Linked DNA regions of Gossypium arboreum: region 2 is linked to region 1. A link is a contact called in public Hi-C data. All regions are on one chromosome and are shown on one strand. The core of a region is the stretch at or near the end of the contact, and the rest is flanking DNA. Distances in the headings are between cores, read along the strand shown.

Region 1 (7,603 bases), core at 2,736-5,235:
CGACGGAAGAAATTGATCGGTGCCGAAGGTGTCTTGTGGCGAAACCTGGGATGCCTCATAACATAAAACCCAGCAAGAAGAGCAATCATCTGAAAAGGTGCGACATACAAAACAATGGCAGCCACCAGACATAATAACACAAATATTGTCGTGGCACGAGGATCCCGCCAGCTTAGGAGTGCCTGAAGCCGCTCGCCTTGTGTAGCTATGTCACCAACAACAGTCTGAATTCGCCCTGCGACACTCCTTAAACGATCATACCTCATCCGAACTATATCCGAGCTTTTCGATGCAGGAAAGGTCTCGAATTCTTCATCTAGCTCATCAGGAGAAACTGCATCGGCACAAGAAAGACTAGTGTTCATATGAGGAGGGTACCTTGGTCGATAACGATAGTTCCAAACCCCTATAAGGAACATGTATAAGAAAACCGTTGGTAAAATCAGCTCTGGGAAACAAACGAGCATTGCGAATAGGGTATGAACCAGCACTGTTGTAATAGGGTTCTTCCACGTGCAAACTTCACCAAACCATTTTCCAGCCGAAAATAATCCCGAGAAGACCGATGTCAGTCGCAAAAAGTTTGCCTTGCTGCGCCTCATGCTCCAAAGGTGAGCATTTGCATCGGACATATATTCGACTACTTCTCTCCTGAGAGGAGGTTCTGCCCGACCAAGCCGAGCTGCCACGATATTCACAGCCTGATGTCGCAGAATGTCTTGCTGTATCACGCTCAACGGCCTTTTGTAGTGCATCTTTGGCAGAAGAGGAAGCGAGTACTGAGACATCATATTAACCATCGATGTTGACGAAAATCGTATTGCTAAATGGAGTTCACCCAATTTCTTGACACCAGAAGGGTGAAGAACCAGCAGCGGGTAACAGTGTGTGTAAACACGACCAGTTTCCAGTGTAGATATACGAATCCGTACCTTTCCGATTTTGTTATCTCTGCTATTATCGGAACCTCCAATCTGAGAGTTATCAAAGACCCCCACCGTGAGAACCGTGGCTGTATCATAAACTTCCCAGGTGTACTGCTCATTATATTTTGGATTCAAGCTATTTACTATGGTTCGAGTTCGAACCCATTTATGGCCATACTTTGCAACACAATATGTATCAGATGTACCTTTTCCGTCTCTAGTTTTCATTGGTTGGAGCCCGTCAGCATTCAAAATTCCGAGTTCTAAAACACCAATTGACGATTTCCAGAGCTGCTTTGCTGTTGGCCGGAGATCACTGCTATACTGAGTTGATTCATCAAGAACATGGTATCCTCCATCAAGGCAAACACAAACATGGAGCCTACTATGAAATTTATCCTTCTTTGCACGATCACTGTCCATGGCATCGGATAAAGATTTCTCCAGGTTGTACCACCGGGTACGGACAAAGCGATCATCAGCACGCCTATCAATGGAGTTCAATGCTATGACAGTCCTTCCAATGGTCTCATCCTTATTAGGACCTGCATGATCTTCAACTGTAAAAGTCAGATGATCTTCGAAGGGTTCGGCAGCAACAAACATAAACTCTTCGTTCCAGATTGGATTCATATTTCGAGTTTGGACTGGTTTTGTCTTTAAGATCTGGTTACCAATCTGAACCTTAACATATGCATCAGGAAACCTGCTCTTGTCAGCTGGAACAAGGTCTTGAGCCTCAATAACATTGACACGGACATACCACAGTCTCGGAGAGTGATAAACCTTTGAGCGGATATATGTCGGGGAAACTGAAGTGCTATCACCTGGAGCAATAGCATCCGAATGCCAAGCATCGGGAAAAGCCTCATCAGCCTGTGTGCCATACCAAACTGCAAGCATCAGTTCTCCTTTCTTTTTCTCTCCTTTCTTATCTTCTAACCGATACCATTCTGGAGCCAACGGACTATCAGGTGGAACCCTTGTAGGAACCTCGTGGAGATCAATGCGCACGAACCCAACAGAGTCATCTTTCACTAAATCCTTATCCTTCACAACAACTTCTAGCACAGATGACTGCACTGTTTCCCTTGAAAAGGCAAACACCTGATTCCATTCTGGATTTTGTTTCTTTTCATAATGCTTCGTGATTCCTTTGTAATTTCCTACTTTCACTTCAACATACGGATTGAGGCTGCCTGTCGCATCTTTTGAAGGAAGATCTCGGGCTTTCACCACTCGTACAAAAAGGAATCTCATCTGCTCAACAAGGTCATAGGTGCTGGTTGGTCTGTCTCCTCGTATGACTCGGCCTCCAACAATTCGTCCTCCTCCAAGAAATGGACTTGTCTCTTTAAGAGCATAATCAAATGGTTGAGATGATGAACCCGGGAACGCCTGTGGTCCGGATTTCATCTCATGTACTCCATAATTCATTTGTTGTTGGGGTGGTGCTGGGGTAACTTTTTGCTGCTGCTGTTGTGGCTGCTTTGCATTTGGAAGATGAAAAAATGTGTGTCTTTTGCCATTTTTCTCTTTGGAAATTGACTTCGGGACTACATCCGGTTCCATGGCTGGAAGTGGATTCGAAGGTTTTATCGAAGGATCATCAGTAACAAACACTTTCAAACCAAGCTCTCCTTTCGCACGGGAGAAAATGCTTCGTTTCTCAAGAGGGTAGTGCAAAACAACCGCATCGGAGTAATTCACGAACGATGGTGCAGTGAGTCGAACCTTCCCAAGACAAGTCTTCGCGTTGTTTGCTTTGTTATGGTTGTAAACAAAAGCTTCAAGTGGGAGGCTTGACAACTTGTTTGGATCCGATACATTGAAATAGAAACTCTCGTTCCATACCGGATTGAGATCTTTCTCTTTAGTAGTGGTCCGGCATCTCTGGCCATCGAACTCGAGCTCCACAAAGGCACAGAATGATCCCTGCCCATCTTTGGCTAACAGGTCATGCGCCCCCACCACCTCCACCCCCAACTTGAGACTACTCATAGTTTGTATCAATCAAACCGGAACCAGAAATCACTTTATTGACTATCGATAATTGAAGTCGATCAAAATAATACCTGAAATAAAAAGAAAACTAACAGTTTAACAATGATAATTCATGTATGAATTTAAAACAGATGAATTTCAGTCCCTCCATGAACAAATAAGCAAGCAATATCGAAAGGATATAAGCACTGAAAATGCAAAAAAGCGCAAAACACAACAAATTAATACAACAAGAACCCAGTATAATGAGAATTAGCATGAAACTGCAATGAATTTTTTTATATATAAATAACTATTTTTTTCAATTTAAATTCTCCAAATTCTTGACAACAAAGCAGTATATAATCTGTAATTTTATCATGTAAAATTATGAAAAAGGAAAGTTGAGATTCCAGTCAGAGATTAAAAAGGGGAAATAATTCCATGAATTTTTTTCTCATACTAAAGCAAGATTCTGAGAGAAAGATACCATACTTTAGTTTCACATCAGAATATATATATACACACACATAGGATCTTTTTGATCCTTTTACAAAATCAAAGCTCAGTCTATGTTTCCTTCTGGGAAACAATTACTGGGTTTTTTTTTTTTGTTATTTAAGAAACTTATAGCAAAAACTTTCCTCTATGAAAAGCGTCTATTTTTTTTTTTTTTAAAGTTTGAAGAAAGAAAAGGAAGAATCAGCTTACTTTTTTCAGGTTTCAAAGAACACCCAACAATCAGATACCAAGAGTAGAAAAAACCCCGAATACACAATAAAAATTAAATAAAATCATCGAACAAGAAGAAAAGAATTTAAGGGAATTTAAAGAGATTAAAAACAACTGACCTCTGTTTTAAAAGCTGAAAGCTCTGTTAGGAAAGTGAAAGGAAGCTTGAAAGGAGTGTATATGATAGCATCTATGAAACTTAGGAGAGAAGGAGATTAATTTAAAAATTTAGAAATAAAATACAGTTTGACCGAGAGAATATCAGAGAGTCGTCTAAAACGAGTAAAATGAAATGTTTTTTTCTGAAGATGATGGAGATAAATTAAAGAAAAATCAAAACGAAATAAGAAGGGATTCACTGTTTAAATTTAATTATCAGTTTCCAACTTTCCTTTTTTCCCTTTTGGTTAAATTTCACGAAAGTCCCTGTAACATTCTTGGGAAATTTAGTTTATGTGCTAAAATTTGTCATTTTTAACCTTTTACTTTTTCAAAATGTGTATTTTTAAATTTTATTAAATAATTTCACTTGGATTTTTTAAAATATATGATGCTGCGGCATGTATACTTTGCAATTATTTTTAGTTTTGGATAAATATTATACAGTTTTCTTTTCTTTAAACGTGTAAAAAATTGTTACCATATAAAAATATCAAAATTTATATGCCAAATCATCATATTTTTAAAATTAAACCATTCCAAATTATCTGAAAAAATTAACAAAAAAATAACCACCTATTTCGAAAATATAGGATCAGAAAGGGTCAAATTACAATAGAAGGATTAAAAATGAAAAAAAGTATAAAAAAGGGTCTTTCAAGAAATATCGACCTTGTTTTTCACTTCTAATCTTATACGACAACGATACGGGTGTTGACGTTTTTTTTTTCTTTTTAATACAATTTCAACACTCTTGAATGTGCTCGTAATGGCACGCGCTGTACTTTATTGACACGTGTGGTAATTCTTTTCAAATTGCGTGTCGATGTCGTCTTTAGTTGACTGTTCTTTAATTTAATTTAGCGTGTTTTTCAAATTATTTTGACAACTTAACTGAAAATTAGATGATTGGTTCAAAAAAAAAAAATGAATATATGAATTTGTTACATTGTTCATTAATGTTTTTACGAAATGAAAAGTTTTAACTCTTTATTTTATTAAATTTTAGGGTATAATTAGGTATCAATTAAAATAATTTATCAATTGGCCAGATAAATGGTTTTAATGTATTGCTTTTATTAATAAAAATAATTATTTTTTAAAAATGAATTTTGTTGTGGGCTTTCCTCCTCCATTCATTTTCCAGATTTTATTTAGTTGATCAACAGGAAATTAAAAAGCAAAATAGAATAAAGCAAAACTTTTTGGTTCAAGGACTAGTATTCATGCTTTCCTTATTCAATGTGCTAACATTTAATAACACCAGCTAATTAGTTTTGGGAAATAAAAATACAATTATTTACAGTAAAAGAGGAAAACAAATTTGAAATTCATAACTTAGTATTCTATCCAAAAAATTCCTAAATTAGTCAAACTTGATTTTATTATGTACAAAACAACTTAAATGAGTAAAATTGTTCTCATGTAAAATTAATTAGGATTTTTTTGCATATTTAAATATGTATAGAATAGTTGAATGAAAGTTTAATAATAAAAATTGTAATTTTTTTACATATATTTGGTTGATAAAATGTAATTATATCGTAATTGTTATGCCATATTTGTAGTATAAATTATAATTATACAATTATATAATTTATATAAAAATTATTAGTATGATAAAAATAATTTTTAAACATGTAACAAAAATTAAAATCAAATCATCATATGTATTATGCCAATATAAAAAGTAGTTGATATACGATTACTAAAAAAATAGCAAGAAAATAAACATTATATATAACTTTATCTAACTGTTCTCGTACATATTTGTCGGATTAGTCCCTCTTTAATATTTAACATGTGCTCTTTATTATCATTTCGACTTGAATCTACATCATTAAGATTATCAAGATTTCCTTATTCCAAATACTCTTTGTTAGAGCTAAGTGACTCGGATCATTGTTAAAATAAAATAAAGTGGTAAAATAAAATAAAAGTAAAATCCATATAGAACTATACTTTTTATTATTATTTTACATTAATTAGAATAAGATTTTTCAACCTTACTACACTTCATCTATTTGACATTGATTAGAATAATGTTTTTTCAACCTATAAATTAACTCCTCTTGTATCATTCGAATTCGAAATTAGTGAATTTTCTTCTCCTCTGCTCGTAATTTTTTTCCCGAAAGGGTTTCCACGTAAAATCTATGTGTTCTTATTTTTTTTTTTTTTGCTTTGCGATCGTTCTATATTGTCATTATCGATGTTAGTTCTACAAACTGGTATCAGAGTTTTTCGAGTTGCTTGTCTCGATCACAGTAATAGTGATAATGAAGTATGATATTCCTCTGTTGGATCGCAACACTAGATTTGCGTTGTGGCAGGCAAAGATGTAGGCAATTCTTGCGCAAATGGATTTAGAGGATGCCCCACTAGGGTTAGATAAGATGATTTCAACATTGACAGATGAAGAGAAGAGATGTAAAGATCGAAAGGCTTTAACGCAATTATAACTGGATCTGTCTAATGAAATTTTACAGGGTGTGCTGAAGGAGAAGACCACCACTGCATTATGGAAGAAGCTTGGGCAACTATGTAAGTCGAAAACCCTAACTAGCAAGTTGCATATGAAGCAACATATTTATGCTCATCGTTTGGAGGAAGGTGCGTCTGTGCACAAACACTTAATCTTGTTTAAAGAAATTCTCTCAGACTTAGAGGCCATGGAGGTTCAGTATGATAAAGAAGATTTAGGGTTAATTCTACTTTGTTTGTTGCCCCCGTCTTATCCAACCTTTAGAGATACAATTTTGTGTAGCCGAGAATCTCTTATAGTTTATGAAGTCTATGTTTCCTTAACTTTGTATGACAAGATGAAAAATCTTGTGGTTGGATCTAACTCTCAGAGAGGGGTCTCATTATTCATGGAAGACAAGAATGAAATACTGATGATAATCGTGGGAGGACATAGGAATGAAATCCTTGCAGTAAATCTAAGGGTAGATCGAGATCTTCAAGCAGAGGTAAAACTTGTAACTTTTGCAAGAAGAAAGGGCACATTAAGTATGAGTGCTATAAGTTGCAGAACAAGATCAAAAGGGAGGCTGCGAATCAAAAAGGAAAATAACCAGAACAATCTAGTGAAGCTGATGTAGCAGAAGACTATAGTGATGGTGAACTTCTAGTTGCTTCTGTAGACAACTCTAAAGTGAACGAGAAGTGGATCTTCGATTTTGGTTGCACGTTCCATATAAGTCCCAATTGGGATTGATTTACAACATACAAAACTGTGTCTGAAGGTGTTGTTTTGATGGGAAATAATGCTTTATGTAAAATCGTAGGTATTGGCATGATCAAAATTAATATATTCAATGGAATCATTAGAATACTTACTGGCGTACAACATGTACCAGAATTGAAGAGGAATTTGATTTTGTTGAGAATTCTTGATTCAAAAGGGCACAAGTACATAGCTGAAAGTAGAGTTCTGAAGATTAGCAAGGGCTCCCTCGTTGTGATGAAAGGGTAAAGAAAGACTTCCAAGTTATATGTGTTACAAGGTTTAACTTTTATTGATGATCCAGCTATCGTTTCCTCTTCCTTGTCAAATGATGATGTTACTAGACTTTGGCATATGTGTTTAGGATATGAGTAAGAACGACATGGAAGAATTGAACAAAAGAGGACTTCTTGATGGATAAGGCATTAGTAAATTGAAGTTTTGTGAGCACTGCGTTTTTGGGAAGTAAAAGAGAGTTCGATTCACCAGAGGAATCTATAACACGAAGGGAACGATGGACAATATTCATTCTGAACTTTAGGGACCATCTAAAGTGTCTTCGAGGGGTGAAGCT
Region 2 (7,603 bases), core at 3,047-5,546, 200 kb after region 1:
GACTTTGAACACGTGGCAACATAACTAGCCGCTTGAGGAGCATTTGCAAGCAACTCTCTGCTCTCCATTGCCCGGGCAGTCATCGGATTACCAGCGTCTTGAAAGGCCTACCTTTATTCAATCTCCTGACCCATCCAAAAGGGTTCTAGCCACCGAGTTAGTAGTCCTTGCGAACAGACTACTTGTTACATCTTTTTTTGTGAACATGCCACTCGTGCCCCATGGCACCCCACTTTTCTAGTGTAAACACTCCCTCTACTATGGACATGCCCTTTAGGCCATCAAACCCTACCTAAACATAACAACCCTGTCAGGATAAATCGGCCTTCAGAACCTCCACATTCTCCTCTTTATCTCCTTCCTTATTGGTCTTCTTGTAAAAAATTCATATTTATAAGATGGCGGTTTTTAAAAAAGAATATAAACTTGAGAATATCTTATATATCTCAAGTATATATATATATATATATATTAGGAGTTCGCTTTGTTTTTCAGTTTTCGCTATTATGTATCCTGAATTGTAGTCAACATTATGGAAGATTTTGTATTTTATTCTATGTAAATTACTTTATCACCTATGTATTTAATTTTGTTAAACCAAGTTGTGAATTTTTATATTATATAAGAGATGTGCCAATGTGATTATTGCTCTATTCAACTGGGAAAAAAAAAAAGGTTTGGATGTTTTAATTAATAAAAAATCCCAAAACTAGTGCATATGACCACCTCTTGAGGTCCAAAAGTTCAGCATTTTCGTTGCTTTTAATATTGACTAAGCCAATATTGGCTTTCCCACATCTCCACTTGCCTCGTTGAATTAGCCTTTGTTTCTAGAAAGTCTTGCAGCTCTTGGGGTTCATAAGGTGGAGGCATACCGCATGGGGTTACATCGCTGGGAGACATCACCAAGGATTCTACCATTAACTTCTTCCACGTACCGGTTCTCGGGCAAGCCATTGTTTCCGAACACAGCTCGACTGATCCCGGAGGAACTGTCGGTTCGAATTTCAAGAGCTTGGCGTATTCATTTAGCAAATGAAACATGTAATCATACACATTGTCCATCTTTAGATCCTCATGTATGAATTTCCCAGCAGCCTCCCCAATTGCCTGTGCCTAAACAAATTTTAAAAATGAAAAAAAAAAAACTCCCATTTTCTTGATATATATACAAAGTTTTAGAATAAAGAAATACTTTTTTAGGATGAATGTTGCCCCATTCCACTGCAAATTTGAGAGATTTACATTTGGTGTTTTCACTAATGGGCCAATAATGCTGCAATGGTTGCATGCCTCGGATGAAGAAATCGTAGAAACGAGACCTTACATATAAGGTCATTGAATCACAAGCTAGGATATATTTTTCGCTTACAGACCACGCCCATCCTTCCGTATATATCTTATATCTGTAGCATTTAATTGAAATCAAATGGAATATAAAACATAAAATTCAAATCAGATCAATTCATCTATTTTAAAACTTTTAAAAATACAAAATTTTATATACTAATTTTAAGTTATTTTCACTAAATTAAATATAAAATATTTATTTTTATACTATAAAAAAAGTAAAGCTCATTATAAATTAAATAATAAAAAGTAAAGTTTACTTTAATTTTGAATAATCCCAATTTTTCTAACTTATAAATCGAAACACGAATCAAATAAAATCAAACCAAAACTAAAGTAAACATACCGTTTGACTTTATTTTCAATTTTCTCCATTTGTTTAATGATTACCTGTGGGTGCATTGGTCCTCTAGATTTGATTGCTTGAACCCTTGTTTAGATTCTCGGTCCCAATCCTGGAATAAAACATATAACAAAATTAACAATACAAGGACTGTATCTCTACATGGTAAAATTTCCTGATAGGTCCCTATATTATAGGTTTAGGAGCTTGATAAATTTATTTCCGCAGCTCATAGGTAAAACTGCAAAATAAGCTTAAACTTTAAAGAAAAATGCAACTTTTATAATGATACAATAAAAGAAAAGTGAATAATTTAGTTATTATCATTTAAAATTCATATTTTTTTCTTTCATCCCTATAATATTATTTTTAATATTTAAATTTACCTTTTTTCATTGAAGCACACTATATCTTATTACTTCATCCATGATCCAACACTTTTTTTTTAGTCACTTAAAAACATTGTAAATATGCTTTATCAGTTAAAGACACAAATCAATATTTTTAGTATGTAAAGTTATTTTTATTTAGAACTTTACCTTTTACCCCAATTTATAATTGTATTCATTAATTACTCTATAATATAAGGCCGGCCAAATAATTCAACCATTTGTAAATATAAATATCACCATTGAGAAATTTCCTAGATAGCCAGTATCACATCGGTGAACGCATCATTTTTATTAAAATTAGTATATTGTTATTGGTCTATTTTAGAATATTATTTTACATTTATCGATATTTTTTAATAAATATAAAATAAATGATACTGAATATATTTTAAATATAAAATATTCATTAATTATATAAAATACTTGTTAATAAACTCCATATATAAAATTCACCATTCAATAAATTTAAATTTAAATTTAACAAGGAAAAAATTCGAAGGGTGAAGTTTTTTTTTTATAAAAGAAGTTAGATGATGAGTAAGGATTTTTTTATTTTATAATCGGGTGAATTTTTGTATTATTTTTAATTTTTATATTTTAAATGTGTTTATAATCGGGTGAATTTTTGTATTATATTTTAATTTTATATTTTAAATGTGTTTACCTTTTTGACTAATACATAAATAGTATGCATCGGCGGATACTATCAGGACGAACTGGTAGATCAATACGGACTAAAATTTTCCCAATACAGAAAAGGATGTTGTTTTTTCCGCTTTAACACGGAAGCAATGCGCATCTAGCGGTGGAACACAACCGAAGGAAATTTCCATGACAGTACACATTTAGAAGGGAGAAAATGGTAAAATCTTTGACTGACCTGAACGTATAGGAGGGTGTTCCAGTTATTTTTGTCGGTAGCATTGCATTTCATAAGGTCCTTCCTGGTAGGGGCGACGCTGGGGTTCCCTCTCCAATAAGCATAAGGCACCCTTTCCTTCCACTTCCTCCTCTCGTTGCCCTTCTTTATCTCCTTCAATACATTTCTCCATGGCCTTATATTTGTCTCAGCCCTAATAACAAATTAACCATTTCACACTCTTTAGTTTCATAAACACTAGAAAGAAAAGTAATCGTATATATTTTGTAAATTAATCCATTATTACCAGCCCCAGAAGGACCAATCTGGGAACACAATGTCCAAGCTCCATTCATCAGCACAATACCGAAACAACGGCGGTGGTCGGGCATTTGGACCTTGAAAATCCCTTGAACGAACCACCGGCCGATCATCACAATCGAACATCAGCTCCAAGTCCGGCAACCTTCCAGGGTACATCCTTAGAAGCTGCAATATGCCCCACAAAGTGAACTTATCTCTGGTCTGTATCGAGTTCCTGTATTTCTCTACGTATGCTTTGCCCTTCACTATCACCAGCCTGAAATGCGCCGTCTTGCGTGCCCCCTCGATCATGTCTCGGCTGATCCCTGTCTGCTTCCAGTGCCGTAAATCTTCATGGATCCATCGGAAGAACGACGGGCATTCAACTTTTGATGTGTTCATGGGTGGAATACCGGTGGTGGTAGGATAGTCCCTCCGACATGTTTGTGTCTGGTTTTCAGTGGAACATTCTAGTGGGAACTCGGGCTTGTGTCTTGCCGTTGTTGATTTGGAACCCACGCCCATATTTTGATACGAAGCTGAAAAGGACTACATAGAAAAAAAAAAAACAGCTATAAACATACGTATACATATACATATATATAATTAAGGGTTGTGCAAGACTTACAATATCAAGCCAACCAACGGAAACCATCAGAACGGTAATGAGAAAGACAGCTATGATAGTGGAAGCCGCCGCCTTCTTGACAGGCCAACAAGGCGTATCGATAATGGGTTTTTGTAACTCCAACATGGACATAAGACAGAAACCGGTTTGATGGTTCTGATCATTATTATTGTTCCTTTTTATTCTTCCATGGATGGAGGGCTTGTCATAGTCCAATTCTTGTTTAACATAGTATTTCTTCTTTATACCTAACATTGCTAAGCTCAAAGCCCCTTCAAACTTCTCCACCTCGACCAAACCAGGATCGATCCTTTATCAGCTAATAGACCAAATTAAGAAGGGCAGGCCAAGGGTGGAATTGCATGTCGTTTTGGTTTATGTATTAAGGTCAAATGAAACTTTCTTAATGACTTTAAAAAGTTTGGTTATGTGGGGCAAGTCGAGGCTAGAGGTAAACTATAGGTTTAATTTTGTTATTAGACCCTATACTATGCAAAAATTATGGATTTAATCCTTATACTTTAATATAATCAAATTTAGTTCTGTACACTTTAAATTGATCAATTTTAGTCCTTATACTTTTTGAATTTTAAAATTTTAGTCTTGGACAAAATAGTAGAAGTTAAATTTGTTCTGTTAAATTCAATTATTAGTCTTGTATTATATGTACAGTTGTAGACTTAGCTCATATTCTTTAATTGGATCATTCTAAGTTTATATACTTTTGAAATTTTAATTTTGAAGCAAATGATAGTTGTTAATCTATTAATTAATTTATTAGTGAGTAATATGTGAAAATAATAAGTTAACATGGCATTACACAATGATATAATATGTTTGTCGCATTAAATTTTGAAAATAATAGACCTTAATTGAATGAATTTAACAATTATTATTTTTGGTGAAGACTAAAATTTAAAAGTTTAAAAAGTACAAGAACTAAAAATGATGAAATTAAAGTACAAGTACTAAATCCACAACTTCATAGAGTACAGGGGCTAATAGTAAAATTTATCCTAAACTATATATAAAACTCTGGCCTAAATTTAATAAACAATATCAAAGGAGGCGTGACTTGGTGACCATATAAACATGTGGTAAGGCACACTGTCTCACATTTTACATCGAGGAGAACGTTAATTTTGGTTAATATTTTTCTTGCTTTTAAAACGGAGATGGATGTTATCACGTTTTCATTCACATTTTTTTTTTTGCTCCTTTAAACAATACATCATACTCGTGAGCAACGGTTCTCGAATTTCAGTCTAAAATTTTATTTATTTATTTTTTGCATTAGTTAAAATTATTCTAAGTCATTTTAAATGGCGGTGCATTTATTTATAATTAATATAAAAATATCCGTAACTGTTAGATTAAATATTATAACGATATTGTAACATAAAATAAAATAATAATAAAAACTAAATACATCACACTAAAAGAAATATCCATCTAAAATGCCTTCATTTAGAATAGGATTAGTTTTTTTTTTTTTCCTACTGCTATTCTACCGAACAAAGGATTACAACAAAACACAGAATTTAAGGCTCTGCTTTGTGTTGCCTATACCTAAAACAAAGTGGACATTTTTTGGGTATTAATTTCTTTTGTCCAAATGAAACAACATATTAACATAAAAAAGAAAAAGGAAGTAACTTTGATTTGCTTAAATAAATGTAAATGCATAACCTGTTTTGGGTTTAATGCACTGTCACTCAAATCTAAGTAGTAAGATTCTTTTTATTTGAAAGAAATGTAAATCAAAAGTTAAATAATAAGTGTAATATATCGCAATGGGGCCTATTAATAATTTTAACCTAATTTTTCTGTTACGGATAGTCTTAATAACTCTATCTGTTATTTTATTCTCTTCTCGAGGAATATGCTGAATCGATACTCCATTGACTGAGGAGTTTCAAAAGATAATGGATTCTTCTTATTAAAGCGGAATGAAAATGCTTTCGATCTTCATCTTGAATAATATTAACTGTTTCAATACTATCTATTTAAATTAAAATTCTTTCAAGTCTCCAATCAAAAGCGAGTTTCAACCGTTAAGAATGCTCCAAAGCTCAGAATCAAGGGCAGAATAATTACCCAAATAACTAGTAAAGCCAATAATCCATCTCCCATTATGATCCCGTAAAAACCCTCCAGCTGCAACAAACTCGTCTTCTGTTCTATAAGTAGTAAGACTTTTCATGTGAAGTAACAGATAAGATATTTTTTATGGAAAAATTTGTTAATTCTAAATGAAATATATATATATATTGACATAATTGACGGCATAAGCCACTGCATTTGAATGTGAATGACAATAACAATAGCCCCAACCATAATCTACGCCACAAATAACTCTGGGAAGATCTAAGGAAATTATACAAGTCAAATTCAACCCAGACACGGCAGCACCAACAGTCTGTATATTTCAACTTGTCCTCTTCAATTAATGGAGTTGTACATTTTGAACAAATAGTTAATATTAATATAGAATTTTAAATCTCCTTTATTTATTTTATTATTTTTAAGTGAAAGATCTAAAACGTATTTAGTAAAAAAAAATCAATTGAATCTTAAAAAAAAAATTAGATTGAATTAGTATTAAAAACTGTGTTAAAAGGGATATCGACGGTTAATGATTGAGTCGGATAACTTAAGCGTTGCTCTAGCGTTGAGGAATAGAATCAAAGGACCACCGGCCAATGCTAGGCGACGGGTCAATTGGCTAAATTGGCAGTGGAGCGAGAAATAGGGCTGCAAATACTGCAACATCCGCTAGAGGAGCTGCTACTTGTGATGCACGAGGATAGGGATGGTTGCGCTATAGCTCGAGTAATTGTGCAATAGTCTTCACCTGTTCGGTTTTACGCTTTCTTTTCATTAATGAAAGGGTATAAATATGCAATAGGTCCTTGAACTCTTCATAATTTATAATTTAATCCTTATATTTTTATTTTCGAAAATTTAATCCCTTTGCTTTCCAGATCGAAATCAAGTTCAATTGTTAAAACTATTAATTTTTATGTTAAATTTTTGGTGTAACATTTTGAAATAAAAAATTTTCACTTGGTAACAATGTTATTAAAGAAAATGAAGTTGTAACAAACTGAATTAATTTTAATTTAACAAAATAATCATAACAATGTTAAATATTGAACCTAAATTTTAAAATCTAAAAGTAAAAAGATTAAAATCTTAAAATGAAAGTATATAGACTAAATTCTAAATTTATAAAGAGTACATGGACTTATAACATATATTTAACCCGATGAAAATATTATAGACTAATTTGACCAATTAGTGAAAGATAGAAACAATTAAAAAACCGATATGTGGCATGACAAAAGCCATGGGAGAAGACAGAAGAGGCACAAAATAGGCTCTATCAAACCTTTGCCCAAAGAGAAACCGTCGCCTACGAAAGGCTCGGCATAGCCACCATGGAAGGCAGTTTTTTAGATGTGACTCAAACTAAGGCTGCGTTTATTTCACTGGAAACAATTTTTATAAAATAATTTTTTAAAAATAGATTGATTTTTTTGGAAAATTTGATATTTTCTGATGTTTGGGTGATTCTGCGTAAAATGTTTTCTTTTGTTTAGCCAATTTTTCTGAAATCATTTTCTAAAAGTTGTTTTAGTAAAACAAACACAACACAAAAATATTTATTACAAAAATATCATAGTATAATTTCTTTTGTAATAATTAATATCATATATAAACTTAAT

Evidence for each region. Hi-C and Micro-C count contacts between places; a contact is called where the count stands out from the background.
Region 2: a Hi-C map of leaf shows a contact between it and region 1, with 2.6 times the contacts expected there. The contact joins the promoter of LOC108468018 here to the promoter of LOC108469863 in region 1. A contact is called at or near these places in 2 of 5 Hi-C or Micro-C datasets (both in leaf).

The regions. Positions count from the first base shown.
Region 1 is chr8:24,587,943-24,595,545 of ASM2569848v2, forward strand. LOC108469863 (FT-interacting protein 3-like) reads right to left here and starts at 3,986. Exons shown (of 2, transcript XM_017770936.2): 1 at 3,761-3,986; 2 at 1-3,001. The coding sequence starts at 2,927. It overlaps LOC108469985 (AT-hook motif nuclear-localized protein 9-like), which reads left to right. Exons shown (of 7, transcript XM_053018048.1): 7 at 1-281.
Region 2 is chr8:24,783,180-24,790,782 of ASM2569848v2, forward strand. It overlaps LOC108468018, which reads right to left and starts at 4,297. Exons shown (of 6, transcript XM_017768870.2): 1 at 3,876-4,297; 2 at 3,252-3,796; 3 at 2,966-3,158; 4 at 1,741-1,805; 5 at 1,196-1,406; 6 at 660-1,116. The coding sequence starts at 4,130. The coding sequence ends at 763.